Linked DNA regions of Zea mays: region 1 is linked to region 2. The links are chromatin contacts, called in public Hi-C maps. All regions are on one chromosome and are shown on one strand. The core of a region is the stretch at or near the end of the contact, and the rest is flanking DNA. Distances in the headings are between cores, read along the strand shown.

The links. Hi-C and Micro-C count contacts between places; a contact is called where the count stands out from the background.
Region 1: a Hi-C map of tassel shows a contact between it and region 2, with 2.1 times the contacts expected there. The contact joins the promoter of LOC100502035 here to the promoter of LOC100283604 in region 2. A contact is called at or near these places in 3 of 25 Hi-C or Micro-C datasets (ear, endosperm and tassel).

The regions. Positions count from the first base shown.
Region 1 is chr2:166,898,015-166,904,667 of Zm-B73-REFERENCE-NAM-5.0, forward strand. LOC100502035 reads left to right here and starts at 2,663. Exons shown (of 9, transcript NM_001350118.1): 1 at 2,663-3,075; 2 at 4,044-4,162; 3 at 4,330-4,986; 4 at 5,055-5,132; 5 at 5,221-5,310; 6 at 6,329-6,466. The coding sequence starts at 2,811.
Region 2 is chr2:166,520,058-166,526,742 of Zm-B73-REFERENCE-NAM-5.0, forward strand. LOC100283604 (serine/threonine-protein kinase 16) reads right to left here and starts at 2,639. Exons shown (of 6, transcript NM_001156505.3): 1 at 2,165-2,639; 2 at 540-682. The coding sequence starts at 2,414.

The DNA.
Region 1 (6,653 bases), core at 1,413-3,912, 380 kb after region 2:
CAAGTGTGGTTATTCCGATCATTTCATTGCTAACTGCCCGATAATGAGAATGACCAGGACAAGGAGAAGAACACCAAGGGAAAGAAGGTAGAGAAGAAAAGGTCGATTGAATATACCAAACCAATACTCAGGAACCTGCACAAGTGTCTGCACAAATTTAGAGGAAAAAGTGCAAAGCCAAGTGCTAGTGCCGCACAGAGGGCTGTCAGTGCCGCTCATAGGGGCGACAGTGCCGCTCAAGCAAAACTATGCAGAATCTCACAAACTTCACAAGAAGTTTGCATAGAGGGAAATAAGATGATTCCTCAAGTATCAACCAGAACAACACAAAACCCCGAGTGTAGATCAGATTACCCGAAAGATTTGGGGTTTCTAGAACGAACTCAAAATGAGTTCAACTCGGATCACGACCAAAAACTGCACCAACAGGGTGTATGTAGTGATCCAAAGAGCGTATCTCATCACCCAACAATCGCTAACTGTACTCACAATTCAAGAACTCGATGGTTATTCCACAAATCAAAAAGAGAAGGGAGGGAACGAGAATGAAGACAAACTCGAATAAAAAATGCAACAGACAAAATTGAGCACATGATTCGAACTACTCCATGGATGGATTTGTCCACCCTTCTTTTGGATATAGAGTTGAAGATCACAAGACATAGATGTGAACAAAACACCTGTGGATCTCAGCTAAACTAGAGAATGGAAACTAGAGTTTCTAAACAAGTGCCAAATCAAAATAACCAAAGAGATGATTGTCTACTATGGCCCACCCTTCTATTTATAGAGGGTTATTTACATTGACTAAACTACCACGAGGTACATAGAGCCTATCCACTCTTCTGGAGGCAAAATGGACCAACTCCCGAGATATTGATCTGACGGTCATACGCTCCAAAAGAAGTTGCTTCGCCTCGACGCACTCTACACGATGATGACACATGCCGCCTTCGATTCCTGCTCGAACCGCACCGTCGAGTTTTGAGGCCCATATCGGTCAGAACCCGCCATCCGCAACGTTGGGTGGTTTTGAGGCTCAACCACCAAACCGCCTTGAGTACCGCACCGCATGCGCGTCCGCCACGTCCTATACACGTGTCCTGCCAGTCCATGACCATGCCGGCGACACGATCCACCCTAATGTCCTCACGACACTGCGTGTCTCAGGTGTCAGCCACCACGACTAGTCACCCCAGTCCCTTGGTCAAGTCCCAACGCTCATTCTTCGTCGCACCTGGTCCATCGGCACAAACCCGCATGACCTTCACCTTTGTCGCCGACCACCGTCCCTGTGCTCCGCACCTACACACCATAAGCCGACAGACATGGTTGTACAACACATAGCTCGTACTCTGGTTAGTCAAAGAGGCAAAAGAAGGGCTCAACACCACTAGCCAGACGTCAAAACCAAATCAGATCACTAAATCAGCACGAGTGCTGAAATCAAAGCTAGTTTATCCAGAAAGAGGCAAACGACTTAACACAGCTAGCGAAAGCTCCAAAAGGCTCAAATTTCTCCCCCTAGCTGATTTCCCTTGAAAAGAGCACAAGAATCTCAAAGTCTATTCCCCAAGAAAGGAGTTCCAAAAATTCAGAATCCCCAAAAATCCAGAAATTTCTCCCCCTTGTTAGGAGCCCAAGAAAGTCAAAGGCTCTCCCCTTTATTGACAAATGAACTCATCAAACACATCCAAGGGTAGAAACAAAAATTCCCCCTCGACAAGAGATCCCCTGAGAAAATGCAGAGATGCAAAAGAGAGAGTAGAAAATGTAGGAGCTTTAGAATTATACCAGTCAGAGTGTAAAGATGCTCTAAGTGATGTTGTGCTATGTGTGCAACAATAAATGCACGTGCTAGTAGACGCTCAAACTGATCCACCTTTCAAAGATTTTTTAAAGAGTGATCATAGACCAAAGAGCAGTTTCAATTTGGAACCCTTGATGTTTTGTTTCGGCAAGTGCCATAGTCCTTGGAGCTCAGTAGTTTTTTTTCTCTTGGAGCAGTGGGGGGTGAGGGTGTCCATTAATTTAGTAGAGAAGAGATTTGGACGACATGTTGGTTAGATAGAAGCAGAAGAACTTTATATAAAAGTGACGTGAGTGAAAACCATGACAACTTGTACTTTATAATAGTAGGGAGAGGGGTGGGTACTGGCCAACGGCTAGCGGGTGACGCGGAGTCTTGTAGGCGGTGGCGGATGAGCACGACTATTAATATAGTAGAGAAGAGATTTGGACGATAGAAGTAGAAGGATTTTTATGTATAATTATTGAAAAACTGTGATAACTGATGTTTTATAAAGATATAGACAGATATAGAGATTTACAACCAATATTAAAAGAGTATATATTTTAGGGATAAAAAATTAAAAATTACCGGTGTATTTTTTTAATTGAAGTCGAGGAGATTGATGCAGGAAATTGACCTTTTACACGGACCGCAAGGCTAAACTTCTGCATGGTTCGGTTGAAAGCGCCTACAAAGGCGTCCCTAGGCCTCCTAGCCCGTGCCGCGCAACGTCCGGCTCGGACACCGGAGGCTTTCTCACGCGTCCCGATCGCCTCCGTCCATTAAGGTCCGTGTTCGATCGGATGGCTTTCGATGACGAGGGTTTTGCCCCAGACGGTACAAATACGGAGCCTCCCACCCCGCGCCGCCACCGCGCTCTTTCTCTTTCCTCACGACGCCGCCGTTGGGAGCCCTGCTTCGGGAGAGCCCCAACCCTTATCAAACCCTAAATCAAAAACTACCCAAAAAAATCCGCAAAATCCAGAAAAAAATCCCAAAAATCACCACTTGATTGGAGATGGCGACGCAAGGGCAAGCGGCGGCTGGATCCGCGTCCGAGTCCGGCGGCTCTCCGGCTGCCTTAGCTGCAGCAGCCGCGGCGGCGGCCGCGTTCCCGGCGACTTCGCTCTACGTGGGTGATCTGCACGAGAGCGTGCAGGACGCGCAGCTCTTCGACGTTTTCAGCCAAGTCGGCGGCGTCGTCTCCGTGCGCGTCTGCAGGGACATCAACTCCCGCAAGTCGCTCGGGTACGCCTACGTCAACTACAACAACCAGGGCGACGGTGAGAACTCTGCAGTATTCTCGATCTGTCGGTTAGGGTTTCGGTGCTGCGGACGCTGTCGACCCCTTGCGAGAAGCCGTCGGATTTGGCGGTTGTTAGTGTTTAAATGCCGGTTCATCGATCGGCTGTCTCGGTGATGTTGTCACACAACAAGGGTTCGATGGCGTTTTGATGCGATTAGGATTGTAGCTTCGTTTGATGTGTTGGTTGCGATTGCTAAAAGTTGTCTCGTGAATTTTAGTGGCTTCATACGGTTAGCTTTAAACTTATATTAAAATAATTAGCTTGAGTGCCACACAACCGAAAATTACCTTGCTGGATAGATCCTGTGCCCTGTGGAATAACTTGAATAGGTGCCTATTCTTCAGAGTAGCTGAGTTTTGTCATGTGCAATTGTTTCCTGTGCTGTACATGTGAAGTTATTGGGATTCGTTTCATTCTGTTGAATTCATGTGGTTTAATGTGCTGTTTGATCAGTGGAGATGTTGGAAGTGATTGTTAGCTAAATTTTCTCATTGGTTAAGTTGGGTTGTGCTGGTTGATGGATATTGGTGACTTCAGAAAAAAATCATATATTAATCTATAAGAAACAATTTTTTCCAATTGTTTATGCGTGATATTTGTTGTTGTTGCTTCATTCGATAATATGTAATATATAAATCTATTAATTATATATGTATGCATGTACCTATAATTCTATATATACACATAGATTTGTTGCAACCTCAGATTATGTTATGAATGCCAAAAAACATCTATTTAATTACCCCTGATATATTTTTAAACTTTTATTATTGTCCTCGTTCCAAGCTATTTTGTTATGCCGAAGAGGTCTTTAAAATTCATGCGGTAAAAGATTATAGTTTCCTTTTTGGCCGCAATTGTGTTTCTGCATATGATATTTCAGTTTGGAGCCCCTCACACTCTTTATTCTTTATAGTCTTATATTGATCTGAGATTTATTGCAGCTGCACGAGCACTTGAACTGCTTAACTTCACTCCTATCAATGGAAAGCCTATCAGGATCATGTATTCTAACCGTGACCCTAGCTCGCGCAAAAGCGGCACAGGAAATATATTTATTAAGGTGTGTTCCTTGATTTCATCCTCTTTGCTTAACTTCTTGCGAGGTCATCTGTAGATTGCGTCAACTTCCTTGGGACTAGAAGGTTGCATAAGCTGACTTCTGAATTTTTATACGCCACATTGACTTTCCAGTTATGGTACCTGATCCCCTTTGTTCTAATTTTGCAGAATCTTGATAAGTCAATAGACAACAAAGCTTTATATGACACATTCTGTGCATTTGGGAATATACTTTCATGTAAAATTGCAACAGACCCTTCAGGAGAATCAAGGGGCTATGGTTTTGTTCAGTTTGAGAAGGATGAATCTGCACAGTCTGCTATTGATAAACTCAATGGGATGCTTATCAATGACAAGAAAGTGTTTGTTGGACCTTTTGTTCGCAAGCAGGACAGGGAAAATGTCTCGAGTAATATCAAATTTAGTAATGTATATGTGAAGAATCTGTCAGATACTGTTACTGATGATGAGTTGAAGGAGATGTTTGGAAAATATGGAACCATAACTAGTGCTGTTGTTATGCGGGATAGCGATGGAAAATCCAGGTGTTTTGGATTTGTCAATTTTGAAAATGCAGATGCTGCTGCTCAGGCTGTTCAAGAGTTGAATGGCAAGATATTCAATGATAAGGAACTGTATGTTGGAAGAGCACAGAAGAAGTCTGAAAGAGAGATGGAGTTGAAGGAGAAATTTGAAAAGAATGTTCAAGAGGTAGCTGAGAAGTTCCAAAACACAAACTTGTATTTGAAGAACTTAGAGGAGAACATTGATGATGAGAAATTGCGTGAACTCTTTGCTGAGTATGGCAATATTACTTCCTGCAAGGTCTGTTTATTTTGTTAAGTTACTCACAAGATGTTTCATATTGGTCTCTGACAGGAATTGTTTTGTAGGTTATGCGGGATTCGAATGGTGTCAGCAGAGGTTCTGGATTTGTTGCTTTCAAATCTGCTGAAGATGCTAACCGAGCTGTATGCTGTTTTGTCATGTGTTTAGTAATACTGATTTGATTTGGCAAACACATAAAATAACTTTCTTATCTTGATTTCTCCCATGTAGCTTACGGAGATGAATGGCAAAATGGTTGGAAGCAAGCCCCTTTATGTAGCTCTTGCGCAGCGTAAAGAAGACAGAAAGGCAAAGCTACAGGTAAATATATTCCTGCATGTACTTGGATTTATACAGCTTGCACTTTTGTATGCTTTTTCACAATGCAGAATGTCTGGTGAATCTATTATTACTAAAGTACACATAGCTCCATATGTTGCCTCTTACTCCTATTTCACATGTTAGTATACAAATAAATTTCTAGTGATTAAAATGTGCCTTCCATTTGTAGCTTAATTATTATGAGATCCTTGGCTCAAAGATTTATGATGTATTTTATTCTGAAAAGAGTAAATTACACTAGTAGCTCCACCCAGCTAATTAGCTGATCTATTAGCTAGGTTTGTTTCATGGGACCCATGTGACAGCCCCCAAAAAGTTTTGGGGCCTGATCGGAACACAGGAATTTCACATGAACCGTTCATCAATTTCACAGTAAACTCAGGGACCAGAAAATTTCCCCGCATTCCAAACAGGTTGTTAAGGATTACTAATGCACTCTTTTGAAATGTCAAACTTTCTACTATTTGACCAATATGTTTAGTGTACAAGTTTTTACAGCTATATTCATGTTTCAAATTGCTATCATGCTATATTAGTATTGTGGCTAAATTGATATATTTGCGATAGATCACTGGTCAAATTGTAGCTTCTACACCAAGGCAATAAAATATATCTTCACTTGGTGAAGGGAGAACACTAGTTTGGATTACAAATTTTGGAAAGAATAGTTGCCCTGTGTAATGGCCACTGCAGGGATGATCTCTTGTTGCCAGAAATATTTGGCTTTGCATTCTAGTTCATGGTTCAGATCTGTAAATTATATTCTGGGGCCTAGTTATGAAGTTTTACGTTAGCTGTGGTAATTGTTGCATGTGTTGGCATGACTTGTAATCTTGGTTCAGTTTTTTACTCTTCTAAAGTGTTGGCAAAATTGCTGGAACCCTCATGATCTTTTGTGCTATTTATTTAATGTAAAATGTAATGTACTTATGATCCTTGCAAAATTCATTTTGCTGCAATCGTGTAAATCTATTCTAATGTTACTGCTGCTTTGCAGGCACAATTTTCACAAATGCGTCCTGTTGCAATGGCGCCTTCAGTAGGTCCTCGCATGCCCATGTTTCCACCTGGTGTCCCTGGAGTTGGTCAGCAGCTGTTCTATGGTCAGCCACCACCAGCCTTCATCAACCCTCAGGTACATGCTCATTTTATGATGTACATGTACACCCACTGTTCCAAATTATACAACATTTTGGGTTTTATAGATCATAATTTTTGCACTTAAATATATTATGTCTAGATACATAATAAAAGCAATGTACCTAGAAAAGCTAAATCATCTTACAATTTGGAATGGATGCCATATATCTCGCGGTATATTT
Region 2 (6,685 bases), core at 1,389-3,888:
TGTCTGGTTTTGATAGTTTGATAGCCAAAGATATCCAGATTTGACGTTTGCCAAAATTTAACTCAGGCAATAGCCGGATGGCAAAGATTAGATTTCTTTCTTAAATAAATAGGCTAAATTCAACTACACGATAGCTCAACTCAATTAATCAAACTTTTAACATGGTATTTGGTGGCATGTACTGCTGGCCATAAATAAGTGATTTTCCTGCAAGCAGCAGCTAATAGCAGAAAAATGCAGGGACCAATTAGGTAACTCTAAACTCTAGTAACTTATGGGAGCACTTATTAAATTTCTCTAAAATGTATCAAAGAGACAACAGTTTTGTTAACTGGAAGAGAACTTGTTTAGTTTTGTTCTTCTTTTGCAACAACCAACAAATGAAGAATGTACAAGAACTATTGACATACTATTAAGTATAGAGTAAAGACCAAAGCTAATTTTACAACAAACATGTAGAACTTCTGTTATTAAGGGACATTTCGTTAAAGACTGGTACTATGAAGAATCAAGTACATGATTCCTACTATGCAACCTACCTTGACAGCAACGATGGCATGTTCAAGAAGAGGAAGTAAATTTGGATGGCTGAATTGAGAGGACACTCGGATCTCTTGCTGAACAAGCTCTAAGTGCTGATCACTCTGAACAAGAACTTTCTTGAGAGCATATGTCCCGTCAGCTGTCATATGACAAAATAACAAGAAGAGTAGGATTTAAAATATGATCTCGAAACACAGCAGAACCAAGAACACAATAAGATCCATAATGACAAAAGAATCAATATCTTATATGAACTGTGTCATCACTAAATTAGTATTCGGCTATTCACAGTTTGATATTAACAGGGCAGACCAGTACCGATGTATTCACATGAGTGGGATCTATGAAAGAAATAAACCAAGGCGAGCCTTCCTCTTGCATAAATGTGGATAGACTGCTTCGAAAACACAACCTGGTGACTCAGTGAGACAGCTCTCACCGGTGCACCAGTCCTAGTATTAATAAAATCGCATCACAACGGAACTTCTGTGGAAATTGTCTTGTATCCAGCAATACGCAAACTCTAGCAACCACATCCATAAATTGCATTTTTGTGGGCATGAAATACAACACACAGTCCAATTTTCATACAAGAGGCTAAACTATATGTTACTATTACTTTTTATCTTATATTGTAGGCAACATGGTGATTGCCTTAAGAGACTGCAGAATTTAGGGCATGTTTGGTTCACAGGCTAACTTGTCATACTTTGCCTAACTTTTCTATCTAAGGTTAGTTATTTAATTCGAACGACTAACTTTAAGCAAAGTGTGGCACATTTAGCCACGAACTAAACATGCCCTTAGTGTTGACACCAACGTGGGGCTTAGAGTGATGTCCGCTCAATATTGATATATTGTAGTTATGGTATATATATAATAAAGTTTGCAACATAGGACACTAGAATTCGACCAATAGGGACTAACGAAAAAAACTCATCCTGCAGAGTAAGACAGCCCCCGGGCATTATATTAAGAAGATTTTCTCATGTGGGTCAAGAAACCTCCGAACCCTGTCCCACCCATACAGTGTCACCGTAGCCCATGCGAGAAACGACAGCGACAACCCATGTGAGAAAGGACCGCAACCGACGCCAGGTCTTAGACCTGTGCTTTGGCGTAGGACGGATGGGCCACAACCTGAAATTCGCTCTCACGATGAGTCGAACCGAGAAGAAGTGCTATTAAGACCACCTATCTCATCAAAAAATGCAAAACTAAATATGTCAAACAAATTTTGCAGAGAATAAAGATACAGAAATCTCTCAGAATCAAGTCTGACATTTATTTGTGACTCTAAAATATGGTAAGAACGAAATTCAAAAGTGCATTTACAGAAACTAATATTGTTTACATCAAGCAGCTAAGGAAACGAAGCATGCAATTTGAAGAGAAAAAAGGATCATGATCTTAATTCTCACACGGAACAAGAACGGCACACCGAACAAGGAGGCCTAAAATGATCTTCACCATGAATTGTGAAATAATCCATCCAACCGTGAACAAATGTCATTCCACTGTCCAGCAGGCCGGATAGACCCCAGATCCAAACCCATTCGCACGTCGCCGCAAGGAACAACAGTCGGATCTCGATACCTTTATTTATGTATGAGAGAGACACCTGAGATGTGTGATGGGTCGATGCCTTTCTTCCCGGCGATCCCTGAGGCGCCGGGCTCTGACCCAGCCGTGCCGTCGGAGGCGGTTGCGGCGGCGACGACCTCCTTGACGAGGAAGACCGACGAGCCCGCAGGGCCGGCATCGCCGAGCCTGCGGAGCACGCGGAAGTGGTAGTCGTTAACCCAGACGTCACCACCCCGACCGCCGACGGTGTCGTACAGTGCGTTCAGCCCTGAGAAGGAGCACCCCATCGCCGGCGACGCAGAGTCTAGCTCGTCCAATTGTCCGTGTGGACGAAGAGCAGGCTACAGATGCATTCGCAGCCGGCGAGCGTGGGTTCCGGCAACGACGGATCTGCTGGTCAGCCACGCTGTGAAAGCAGATCTCGCTCGCAGCTTAAAACGTAGACGGGACGGGACACGGGACGGGACACATGGAGCACCGGCTTAAAACGTACTCCTCTCTCGAAATAAGTCACTAACCTTCGATGGTTAAAAGGATTTTTAAGAGGCGATGAGCTCTATTTTTTTTCCTAAAATATACTGCAATTTAATTTTTTAGACATCTTATTTGACTATTTAGTACAAGTAAAAAATTGATATAACGTTCTCTCCGTTCTTTCCGTTCTTTTTTATTTGTCGCGTTTTAGTTCAAACTAGTCTAATCCTCGTGCATTGTGACGGTACCCAACCATAGTTGATGATATTAATTGGGTGACTAAGCGACACTTAAGAGTTTTAATGGACACTCCACATAAAAATACCATAATAAATGAATTCAATGTCAAAGTAAACATATTGTTCATATACCAGATATTGAACTGGTAAGACATAGAAAAGCACAAGTACGTCAACAAGATCATTCCTGAAATAGTAAATACAATAAGGCTTTGTTTCAATCTCAAGAGATAAACTTTAGCTGCTTTTAGCTATTTGGTGATCTAAGGCCCTGTTTCAATCCCATTAGATAAACTTTAGCAGCTTTTTTTATCTACTTTTAGCCATTTAGTGACCTAAAGAGGAGAGCTAATGGTGTGTGATAAAATTTAGCACCTATTATCTTATAAGCTGCTCAAGGGGTGCTAAAAGTAGCTAAACGTGGGCCAGTGAACCCTATTTTCCACCCATACCCTCCAACCTTATTCCCTCTCTCCTCATTAGGGGCATAGGTGTCTTTTTATTCTAATGTGCTAAACTTTATTAGAGTAGTCTAAACACCCCAAGGAGCTAAACTTTAGCACTTCAATTTATATGGCTAAAGTTTAGCAGGAAGCTAAAATTTATCCAATGAGATTGAAACAGGGCCTAAACATGAGAGCGAATTGTAGTGGGATAAAATTTAGCACCTATTATCCCATAAGCTGCTAAAGGGCGCTAAAAGTAGCTAAACGTGGGCTAGGGAACCCCATTTTCCGACCATACCCTCTAACCTCATTCTCTTTCTCCGCATTAGAGGCATGGGTGTCATTTTATTCCAATATGCTAAACTTTATTAGAGTAGTCCAAACACCCTAAAGAGCTAAACTTTAGCACTTCAATTCATATGACAAAAGTTTAGCAGGAAGCTAAAGTTTATCACGTGAGATTGAAACAGAGCCTAAGTTTATCATCTAATGCTTAACATGCTTATTGAAATACGTACTTGCTCTTGCCTTTAGAATATCATAACAAACAATAAAAATATTTTCCGCTTTTACAGATCCTTGTACTCATCTCCAATTATATAGTTGGTTTCACTTAAAATTTAATGTGCAATGGCGGAAGAAGCGAGCGGAGGTTATTACAAAATGGGCGGGGTTTGTTGCTAGAGCGATAACTACGAGAACGTTGTTGTGCGAACAAATAGGATAGGGATGAGATATGATCTGAGACGCGGGTTGATTTTAAAGAAATATAAGGAGTTTTTATAAAAAGATGACGTGAAACGGCCGTTGAAACTGATGCTTTAATATAGTATAGAAAATAAAGTAACGAACGCCAAATATTAGAAAATGGAGGTAGTATTATCTATTTTGTTATAATTTATTTATTTATTATCATAAAAACTAAATAAGGTAAATAATCAAACATGATATAAGTTAAAAAACATTGTACAACTAATATAATGTTGAAACTTTATATATTGTCTAGTATGTCAATAGTTTTAAATAAAAAACTATATCCTATAAAACTATTGATTTGGTTGAGTGCTACAAACGTTTGTAAAAAATATTTTTTGATATTGTAAAAAATATAATGTCTTACACATGATTTAAAAAGACAACCAAATACAAAACATATGTGTACACATATACAACAATATCGTCGGGTACGTGGAACAGTGTACCCAAAGAAGGTTCAAAGGCTTCCAAAAGACGACCCACAAATCGGTCGGCCCACCTAACAAGCAGCTCGACGTGAAGGTCCAAAAGTCCTCTCAGGGACGGCCTGCCAAGCCGACCAGCCCGCCCACCGAACAAATACCCGCCAAGTAACCCAGCGAGACAAGGTTGCCGAGCAACCTGCCCACCGAGAAACCCAGCGAGGCGGACTGGCGACCAACCTACCCGCCGAGCAACACAGCGAGGCGGGGCTATCGAGCAACCGGCCCGCCGAGTAACCCAGCGAGGTGGGACTGCCGACTAACCTGCCCGCCAAGCAACTCAGCCAGACGATAGCAGGCTCTCAGGAAGAGCCAACCTAGTACCATCAAGCCACGTCGGCACGATAGGACATCACCAAGCCATGTCCAGACCATGGAAGCGGTACCGAAGGGTCTCTATAAAGCACGACGTCGGATGCGTATCCCCGCTAACCAGTGGGACCGGACAACCCCAGCCGTAGAAACCCTAGCATCGGGGTCTCTATAGTGACCCATACGTCGGAGGGGATGAGGCAACACACTGTACTAGGCATACGCCTACTCATGATGAAAGGTGATGCTAAGGGGATGACAGAAGATGAAGTTGTACTGAAGACATCCCTAAACCATGCCTTGAGCTAACTCAACGGGACCCACCAAACTTTGCCACATCTAAATCCGAGTAGCAACCGGAAGGTGGACGAGACACGACGCCATACTAGATGTCAAGGTTTACAAAACCGACCAGTTTTGGTGGTAAACCGGTCGGTTTACCGAAACCGCGGGGGCGCGGTTTCAATTAACACCGTTTTTTTCAAAATTCATCTTAAATTCAAAAAATAAAAAATTTCATAAAAACAAAAATCGTCGATAGACTGTTTTTTGGACTGGTAAACCGTTATTTTGGACCGGTAAACCGCCTTTTTTACCGAGAAACCGGATTTTGATGCCAAGGTTGAGTTCCAATTTAGGAATTTAGTGGCCAGTTTAGGCATATTAGTCTTCTTTACTGTTATATGCTATATGTGAACATGTTATATGCTATGTGCGAAGATGATTGATTGTTAGATGCTATTTTTGCCCAGTTTAAGTGCTAGTTTAGTTCCAATGCACCTTCAACATTGGGCGAAGACTCACCTAACAGTGACACTCATCTTCCTAGCATGTTATTTACATCACTTGTACACGAACAAGGAGACACAGAGGAAGTGCAAGAATGGTCTGATGAAACAGTTGGCGACACTCACCTTAGCAAGCGGAAGACAAGACTTGATCCATCAGAAAGGAAGGAAAAAAAGGTAAAATTCATCGATCAAATCGAAGAAGACGAAAAGGATGAAGACAATGATGATAGCACAATCGACTCTAGTGCAGGTCATCATGGAGACGATGACACTCATGGTGATGGGGGGAGGTGATGCTGGATCATATGGTGCAGGGGGAGTGGGATGAGGGACCATATCACTATCCTTCCAACATGCCTAAGTATTATCACTATGACTCGAGCTGAATACGTGAGTATTGTGAAACAAGTCAACCTATGTGTCGTTGGAGAACTATAAAAGAACTAGTATTTGAGTATTGTGAAGTTCGTTGGTTGTTTGTTGCATGAGAACTGTAGTTTGTGGTTGCACATGTATGGTGTATGTCATTTTGTTGAACACATGTTGTGTGGACCAATTATTATTTATTATGCAACATAAATTGAGCAAATTACAAATGAACCATATCACGATCCTTCCAACATGCCTGGTACTATAATAAAGACTCGAGCTGAATATATGAGTATTATGAAACAAGTCGACCTATGTGTCGTTGGAGAGCTGTAAAAGAACTTGTATTTGAGTATTGCGAAGTTCGTTGGTTGTTTGTTGCATGAGAACTAGAGTTTGTGGTTGCATATGTATATTGTATATTATTTTGGTGAACATATGTCATGTGGATCAATAATATTTACTCTGCAATGCGAATTGAGCAAATTACAAATAAAATCATGTCAAAATTTTCCATTGTTTCTATAAAAGCGGTGAAAACCGGTTCGTTTTCGTGAAAACAGGGTTTACCTGTTTACCGCCGATTTTTTGTCGGTAAACCGGTACAGATTTAAATTTGGTTTGGATTGTACAAACCGGTTGGTTTTTACCAGTTTACCGGCAGTAAACCGTTACCGGTGGGTAACGTT